2 separate regions of the Mus musculus genome follow, and region 2 is linked to region 1. The links are chromatin contacts, called in public Hi-C maps. All regions are on one chromosome and are shown on one strand. Each heading gives the region's core, a stretch centred on a gene start, on an enhancer-like site or on the middle of the called end of the contact. The rest is flanking DNA. Distances are from core to core; before and after follow the strand shown. Region 1 has its middle 100 kb from the start of Gm35341. Region 2 has its middle 37 kb from the start of Gm35341.

Region 1 (3,569 bases), core at 702-3,201:
GGACCGAAATAGCAAGCACGTCAACAGCAGCCCAACACACTGAACAGTTAGTCCAACTGGAAAATGAAGGGAAGGAGCAGGCATCGCAAAGTGTGAACAGGGCTGTCTCTGCTGCTAAGACCGGCCCGACAGAAGAACGAGAGCAGATGTAACAAGAACACTTAAAAATCCCATCAACCATCAGGACAGCCTGTACCAATTAAGAAGGCAAATTCCTGAAGGTCACTCTTGGGGCAGTGTCTGTATCCAGAGCACATCAGTCAGAAGGGTGGCTGGACATGAGGAGGACTGAGGATGACGGGACCGGTTAGCCTAGCATCAGAAAAACGTAAACTGGAGGTACATTACCCTGTTCCCACATATGCTCATGCATACACGTATGCACATGTGCAAACATGGATACACATCCATTGTACACAAGCATATGCAATAAAGAGAAGGAGGCGTGTAGCAGAGCACAAGAAAGACTAAAGAGTCAGTGGATCTAGCTGTAACATGTGCTTCCATCGACTGCCCTCCTGATATGAAAGAGCCCTGGGAGTGAGAGTCTTTCTTCCTTAGAATTTCCTTCCTAGTAAGGTAGTCCACAAAACAAAATACTTTAAATAGAATTTGATTGCCGGAAGATATTCACAGAGAATATTCTATATACTAGTGAACACTCAAGCTATGAACTCTCCCAGAAGTACCCCTAGCCCCATGCTTCGTCACGACCACCTGGAGGTCACTAGTTCGATGATTTCTGCCACTTGTTTGGTTGCATGTGGCTTTGAGATGAGCTGAAGTGGAATTGTGCTGAATGGAAACTTTGTGCTTGCATCTTTTGTTCATGCACACTGTGCACATAGCTGCAAGCGTTTGATGAGACTGGATCATCTTCTGAAGACACATAGAAATCTTCCTTGTGCTTCCTCCAAGGGATAACCCAAACCTACAGGCATGAACATGGCCACTGAAATGCAAATTCAGAGTGTTCATAATCACATTCTCCATCACAGCCCTAAATTGGAGACATTGCTGTGTAGATCATTATAGAACTGACAGATACATTGTGGCATATGCACAGTTCAAGGATAAAGACATTATCTCATGGAATAATGAGGATGAATCTCATAGTTATAAAGCAATTTAGTGGTTTAAAATACACCTTGAATGGAAGCTGGGAAGTTTAATATCTCTAATCCTTAAAGTGTACCCATGTTTGAATACCCAGCCCTACTTGCTAGATTCAATGTAATTATAGAGAAAATTTAATTTTGCTTCTACTCTAAAGATTTGTCATTCAGAATTAGTCAGATTTATTATTGGAATATGTTTATCGTGACAAGGATATTTTAATGAGCCAAAGAGTATTTAGAATGCATTAAAAAACTGTGTTTAGGGCTGGCAAGATGGCTCAGTGGGTAAGAGCACACAGACAGCTCTTCCAAAAGTCCTGAGTTCAAATCCCAGCAACCACATGGTGGCTCACAACCACCTATAATGAGATCTGACGTCCTCTTCTGGTGTGTCTAAAGACAGCTTCAGTGTACTTATGTATTATAATAATAAATAAATCTTTGGACCAGAGCAAGCAGGGATTGAGCAAGCAGAGTTGACCGGAGTGAGCAGGGTTGACCCAAGTAAGCAGAGTTAAAAAAAAAAAAAAAAAAAAAAACTCAATTCCCAACAACCACAGGAAGGCTCACAACCATCTGTACAGCTACAGTGTACTCACCTAAATAAATAAATAAATAAATCTTAAAACAAAACAAAACAAAACTGTGTCTAAGGTACTTCGAAACTCACCACCTCACCAGCTTTCAGTAATTCAGCAGCCAATCGCATGTTCAGAGAAAGTTCTGAGGAACCAGGCCTTTGTTCCCGTGGCACATTCCAAGGTAGGGTTGTCATCCTCCTACTTGACTCTGCTCATGTTACCTCCAGAGCACACAAGCTCGTTGAAGAGTCCAGCCAGCTCTACTTGTGTGGCATGGGAGAGACCAACATTCTTCAGTAGGATGAGTTACACAAGCGAACACTTCAGTGATAACTCTGGTTTAATCTAAGTTGACCGGTAGCCAAATATCAAATTGACCAAACTTCACATGAATTTTGCCTTATTTGAACTTACATAAGCATTACATGATTTTTTTAATCGTAAGTGAAGGTTATTTTTGCCCTTACCCAACTCAGTGATTAAGTGATTTTCCTGGTTTCTTCTTCTTCTTCTTCTTCTTCTTCTTCTTCTTCTTCTTCTTCTTCTTCTTCTTCTTCTTCTTCTTCTTCTTCTTCTTCTTCTTCTTTTTGCATAAGCAGTTATGGCCTTTTAACTACCTGTCATAGAAGAAAATTCAAATGCTCTATACTAACTAGCACTAAGACATAATACTTGACTGTGAATATTCTGTGTTTTTATTTACTGACAAGAGACCAAACCTCCCTAAATAGATGTGATGCAATTTTACAATTTGATATCTATAAGAATGTCTAAGGAAGTTAGAGAAATAATTTCATATAAAGGCTGTACACAGTTATGGGGATATTTACTAAGGGACAGTCTACCTCATGGGAGAGGCAGGATACAAATGCAAAATACATCTGGAAGAAAAGATGAAGAAGAAAGCATGGGTGGTCACTTTCCCAACCTATACTCTCTAATAAATCAGATATTGCTTCAACATTAAAATAACATATCATCTCTCACATCCTGAGAGCTCCTAGGATCATTTCATGGGAGAGTGGACAAATGCCTAACCAACCCCACCAGCCAACAGCACCTGTTTGCAAAACAGTTATTTGCTCTTATACACACTGTGAGCTTCTTGCCAGCATCAAGCCCACCCTCTGAAGCAGCTCTTAGGTGGTCACAGTTCTGAGCTGATTTTCAGACCATCCCACCTGTTCCTTACTTGTTTTGATCTAACTTTGCTTTTATACTTTAGACTTTTGTGAAAGTATTTTTTTTTTTAAATAGTCTTCTGGAAAGGTTGTTTTTGCAGTCCTCCTATTACACCTTGAAGGTCAAAACAAATTAGAAAGCTGGACAAAACCAGGAAAATCATCTCATTGCTCATCTCATTGCTGAGTTGAGTAAGCACAAAACTAACCTCCATTTATGATAAACAATAATGCAATACATTACATTCCCTGATCCGATGCTTTGTAGCCCTGTTCCTTAACAACGACAGTGAAGAAGAGATATGTCGAAGCATACATACTGATGCTCTTCTCCTCCCTAAAGAGATTGTCTTGAGAGTAGTACCTAGATCCACAGTCAAACTGTATAGACTTGCTGAGGCATAAATATAACTGCAGCTCTATAGCAGAGCGATAGCTGATGATCAACAACTAGGAGCAGTCATGCACTGGACATCTGGTCTCTCCTTGGTATTTCATGGCTTCTGAATGCCATTCACAGTGTTCAGTGAGATGGTCAGGCTGTGATTGCTTTAGGGCTTCCTCATGGGTTTCTCACAGTGCTGGAGAACACACGTGAGGCTAGGCACCTGAACTTTTGATCACTTTCCGTCCATCCCTTGGGAGGAATTGACGAGCTCTGTCTGCTGAAGCCATGAAGACAACGGTTC
Region 2 (3,715 bases), core at 834-3,333, 140 kb before region 1:
TTTCTTTATTTACATTTCAAATGTTATCCCTTTTACTGGTTTCCCCTCTGAAAAACACCCATTCCTCCTCCCCCTGCTCACCAACCCTCCCACCCCCACCTCCCCGCCCTGGGGCATCTATCAAGCCTTCACAGGACCAAGGGCCTCTCCTCCCATTGATGCTGGACAAGGCCATCCTCTGCTATATATGTGGCTGGAGTCATGGGTCCCTCCACGTGTACCCTGGTTGGTGGTTCAGTCCCAGGGAGCTCTGGGGGTACTGGTTGGTTCATATTGTTGTTCTTCCTATGGGGCTGCAAACCCTTCAGCCCCTTCAGTTCTTTCTCTCTATATTCTGTGCATGTAACCACAGATGCTTGGGCTCATGTGTATACCAGCCATGGTGTGTTCAGAGAACAGACTTTCACAGCTCCCCTCTGCAATCCTCTCACATTTACTTTCTTTATATCCTTTCCTCTGGGATGGTCCCTGAACCTGTAGAGTGATGCTGCTCTCAGGCTGAGTGCCCACAGTCTTTTATTCTCAGCACTTCTAACAGCAACAATTATTTGCATTAGCAACTACTCACTGCCATTAAAAGTTTCTCTGACCAAGGATGGGAGCAGCACAAACCCATAGACCATGTTCACAGTTTCAGGCATGAACTCCCTCCTGTTGAGCAGGTCTCTAATCTGATCAAGAGAGTGATTGTTTACTCCCATAAACAGTTCCACCACTATTGTGTCAGCAGCAGGCCTAGCTCAGCAGCAGGTAAGGGTTGTAGCGTGCAGCGTCCAGTGCTGGATGCAAACATTGATGTCTCTTTCCCACCAGGTAGTGATTTCCAGCACTCTGAAAGCTGGCTAGCAGGGAGAGAGCTTACGCTGGGTTCCAGAGGATTTCTCTGTTTTTCTGTAGTCAAAGTGTTGGTTGTCTTTTCAGCAAGAGGGCCTTATCATCCAGTTACGGTGGTAAATCGGGAGCAGTGGCAGTCGTTTGTCTGGGGTGCCTCGGGATCCTCCGGGTGCGGTTGATTGAATGAGAAATGGCCTCCATAGGCACATGTATCGCACACTTGGTTCTCAGTGCAAACCACCAAGCAGGACAAGACTGACCTGAATTTGTAATCTCAGCCCTGGGGGGATGACGGGACAGGCAGATTCCTGGGGCTCACTAAACAGCAAGCCTGGCCTACTTGTGTAGTTCTAGGTCAGTGAAAGACCTGTTTCAAATAACAACAGATAGATAGATAGATAGATAGATAGATAGATAGATAGATAAATAAATAAATAGAAGTTAATAGCAAGCAAAGACATGCACACTGGAGGTTGTCCTCTGGCTCCCACACGCACTCGAACACACACATGCACATGCAAACACACATCCGATCCCAGCCACAGATCATGCCCTTCCCTTTTTCCCTTCTCTTTCCTTCATTATCCTTCATTCCTAACAAGAACATCTCATGATGTGACGAACCCCTTGATATTCACATGTGCATGAAAAGGTGTGAAACCTAGGACACACGGTCTGTACCCAAAGACATGATTTAGAAAATCTGAAAATCTTTAAACACAATCAATTAACTACAAGATTATTTCCATCACAGTATCTGAGCAACAGGGCAGAGCAGACGTCTCTCTTAAAGAGGGGCTTTTATAATCTGAAGCTCACGTGAAACCTGGTACCTTAGGACACATTTGGCTTCTGGAAAGAAGGGAGCTGTTTGGGAAGGACAGCATTCTAAAACTATCTGGCGCTGTGGAAAACAAGTGAGTCTTCTTTCCCTTGGAGGGCCATGGGGAAAATGTGTCTCCAATCATCCCTGTGGGGCCAGCATTTCAAAGACAACATAGGAACCCTCTGTCCTCATCCTGGGAGTTCACTGAGCCCAATAACCATTGTGTCCCTAAAAGTAGCTGATCTCATGCCCCATGTGCCCAAGTTCCTCATTCCTCAAATAGTAGATGTTTCCAGAAGCTCTGGGGGAGGGTGTGTGTGTGTGTGTGTGTGTGTGTGTGTGTGTGTGTGTGTGTGTGTGCTGACTCACCTCGCTGCCTGTACACCCGTGGGAGAAGCCCTGAGACCTAGGCAGCCAGTGAGAAGCTGGACAGCCTCTCTTGTTATCAGGCAGATCCAAGAATGCGGATGCAGCATTGAGCATGGCTCTTAAGCCTCTTGTGGTCTACATGAATAGCATTCTTGCAATCGCTTCAGGGATGAAGAAGCCAAAAGTCTTCAGCAATTAAAAACCCCGGCTCATGTGTTTGAAGTAGATGTTGGAAACATTTGACTTTTAGGGTTCAACCTTTTCAAGTCGAGTACTTTTATTCTAAAGCTGATGTTGCCAAATAAAGTGCTATCGGTAACTCGGATTTTATTAGGCTAGGGAGAAATGAGCTGGCCGTAGTCTGATCTCCAGATACAGCACGTGTACAGAACCAGAAGCTGAAAGTCGCTTCTGTTTGTGTAATATGGACTAAATGCAATCCCTGTTTCACAGAGTTGAAAACCTCTTCATTTTTACTTGTTGTTTTCTTTATCTCTAAATTGAATATGATAGAACCACACACACAGCCCTGTCTCATCTTAGTTTTCCTTTGGAATTCAGCAACGTATCCAAGGAAAAGGGTTGAGATGGTCTCTTAGCTTTGTTTCTCTGACAAGCTGTGTCTTTTGTGTTTAATTCTGATTGGTTTTACATGTACGCCCACATCTTCCCCCATCTCAACAGAGAACACTCTCCTCAGTCACTCTTGTTGCATTCTCAGCAGTGTCTCCTGCCCTCTCATGCTGTCCCCCCCTGCTCTCTCTTGGTCTAATCTACTCTCTGTATCTTTCATAGTTCACTTGCAGTTCTGTTGCAGCTCCCACATTCCCATCAGCCTGAGGCAACACTGTATAGCCTTCCTCCTCCGTTAGCCTTGGGTCTTCCCAGCATCTGTTCTTGTCATTGCATTGGGCTAGTCACAGTGGATTGCTATAGCTGATTTACATGCTTAGCTAAGGCATATTTATGACATCATGCTATACACATGTTTTAATAGTGTACATGATAGGAAAATAGCACACACATATAAGTGTTTATTAAGTTCCTACTGATTCAATCACTCATATACATGAAACAAACCAATCAAAAACTTTTGTATACCATTTTATCTTAAATTTAATATTACAGTTATTTATTTATTCAGCAGAAGAGACATGGGCCATGGCATATGTGTAGAGTTGGAGGACAACACCTGGAGACAGCTCTTTCTTACCATGTAGGTCCCAGGGATAGAACTCATCAATCTCAGCAGGAAGCACTTTTGTCCACTGAGCTGTCTTGCTACCCCTCTGGTTTCTTCTTAGTGCCCACTTCTTTGTAGAACTCTTGGAAAAACTACCAGTCCTCTAACAAGACACAAGAGAAAGATCCACTCATCTGCAGTGGAGATAGCTCGGTCTGTACGGTTTTGCTTTGCAAGCACAAGGGCCTGACTTGAATCCCCAGGACCCGCCTCCCCTTTAAAGCCAGTTGTGGTGATTTAAGCTTGTGATCCTAGGTCTGAGAACTCAGAGGCAGGAGGATCTCTGGGACTGAGCCAGTCATCCCAGGCTAGTGATCCTTAGGCTAGTAAGAGACCCTGTCTCCTCAACAACCACGAAGACAATGACATCACTGATAATAGTGATGGCAGAGGCAGCAGAGGTGGCGGTGGTGGAGCCTCGTTCCTGAAGACTGACACCCAAG

The links. Hi-C and Micro-C count contacts between places; a contact is called where the count stands out from the background.
Region 2: a Hi-C map of adipose-derived mesenchymal stem cells shows a contact between it and region 1, with 1.5 times the contacts expected there. The contact joins two enhancer-like sites. A contact is called at or near these places in 2 of 484 Hi-C or Micro-C datasets (adipose-derived mesenchymal stem cells and nephron progenitors).

The regions. Positions count from the first base shown.
Region 1 is chr1:186,306,188-186,309,756 of GRCm38.p6, reverse strand. No RefSeq gene overlaps it. Among named protein-coding and RNA genes, the nearest start is that of Gm35341, 100 kb to the left of the region's middle. Within about 2 kb of position 1,951, at least 11 of the 459 cell types and tissues checked have an H3K27ac peak or open chromatin away from gene starts, as enhancers often do. A contact at or near this core is called in adipose-derived mesenchymal stem cells, where this site is marked.
Region 2 is chr1:186,443,254-186,446,968 of GRCm38.p6, reverse strand. No RefSeq gene overlaps it. Among named protein-coding and RNA genes, the nearest start is that of Gm35341, 37 kb to the right of the region's middle. Within about 2 kb of position 2,083, at least 53 of the 459 cell types and tissues checked have an H3K27ac peak or open chromatin away from gene starts, as enhancers often do. A contact at or near this core is called in adipose-derived mesenchymal stem cells, where this site is marked.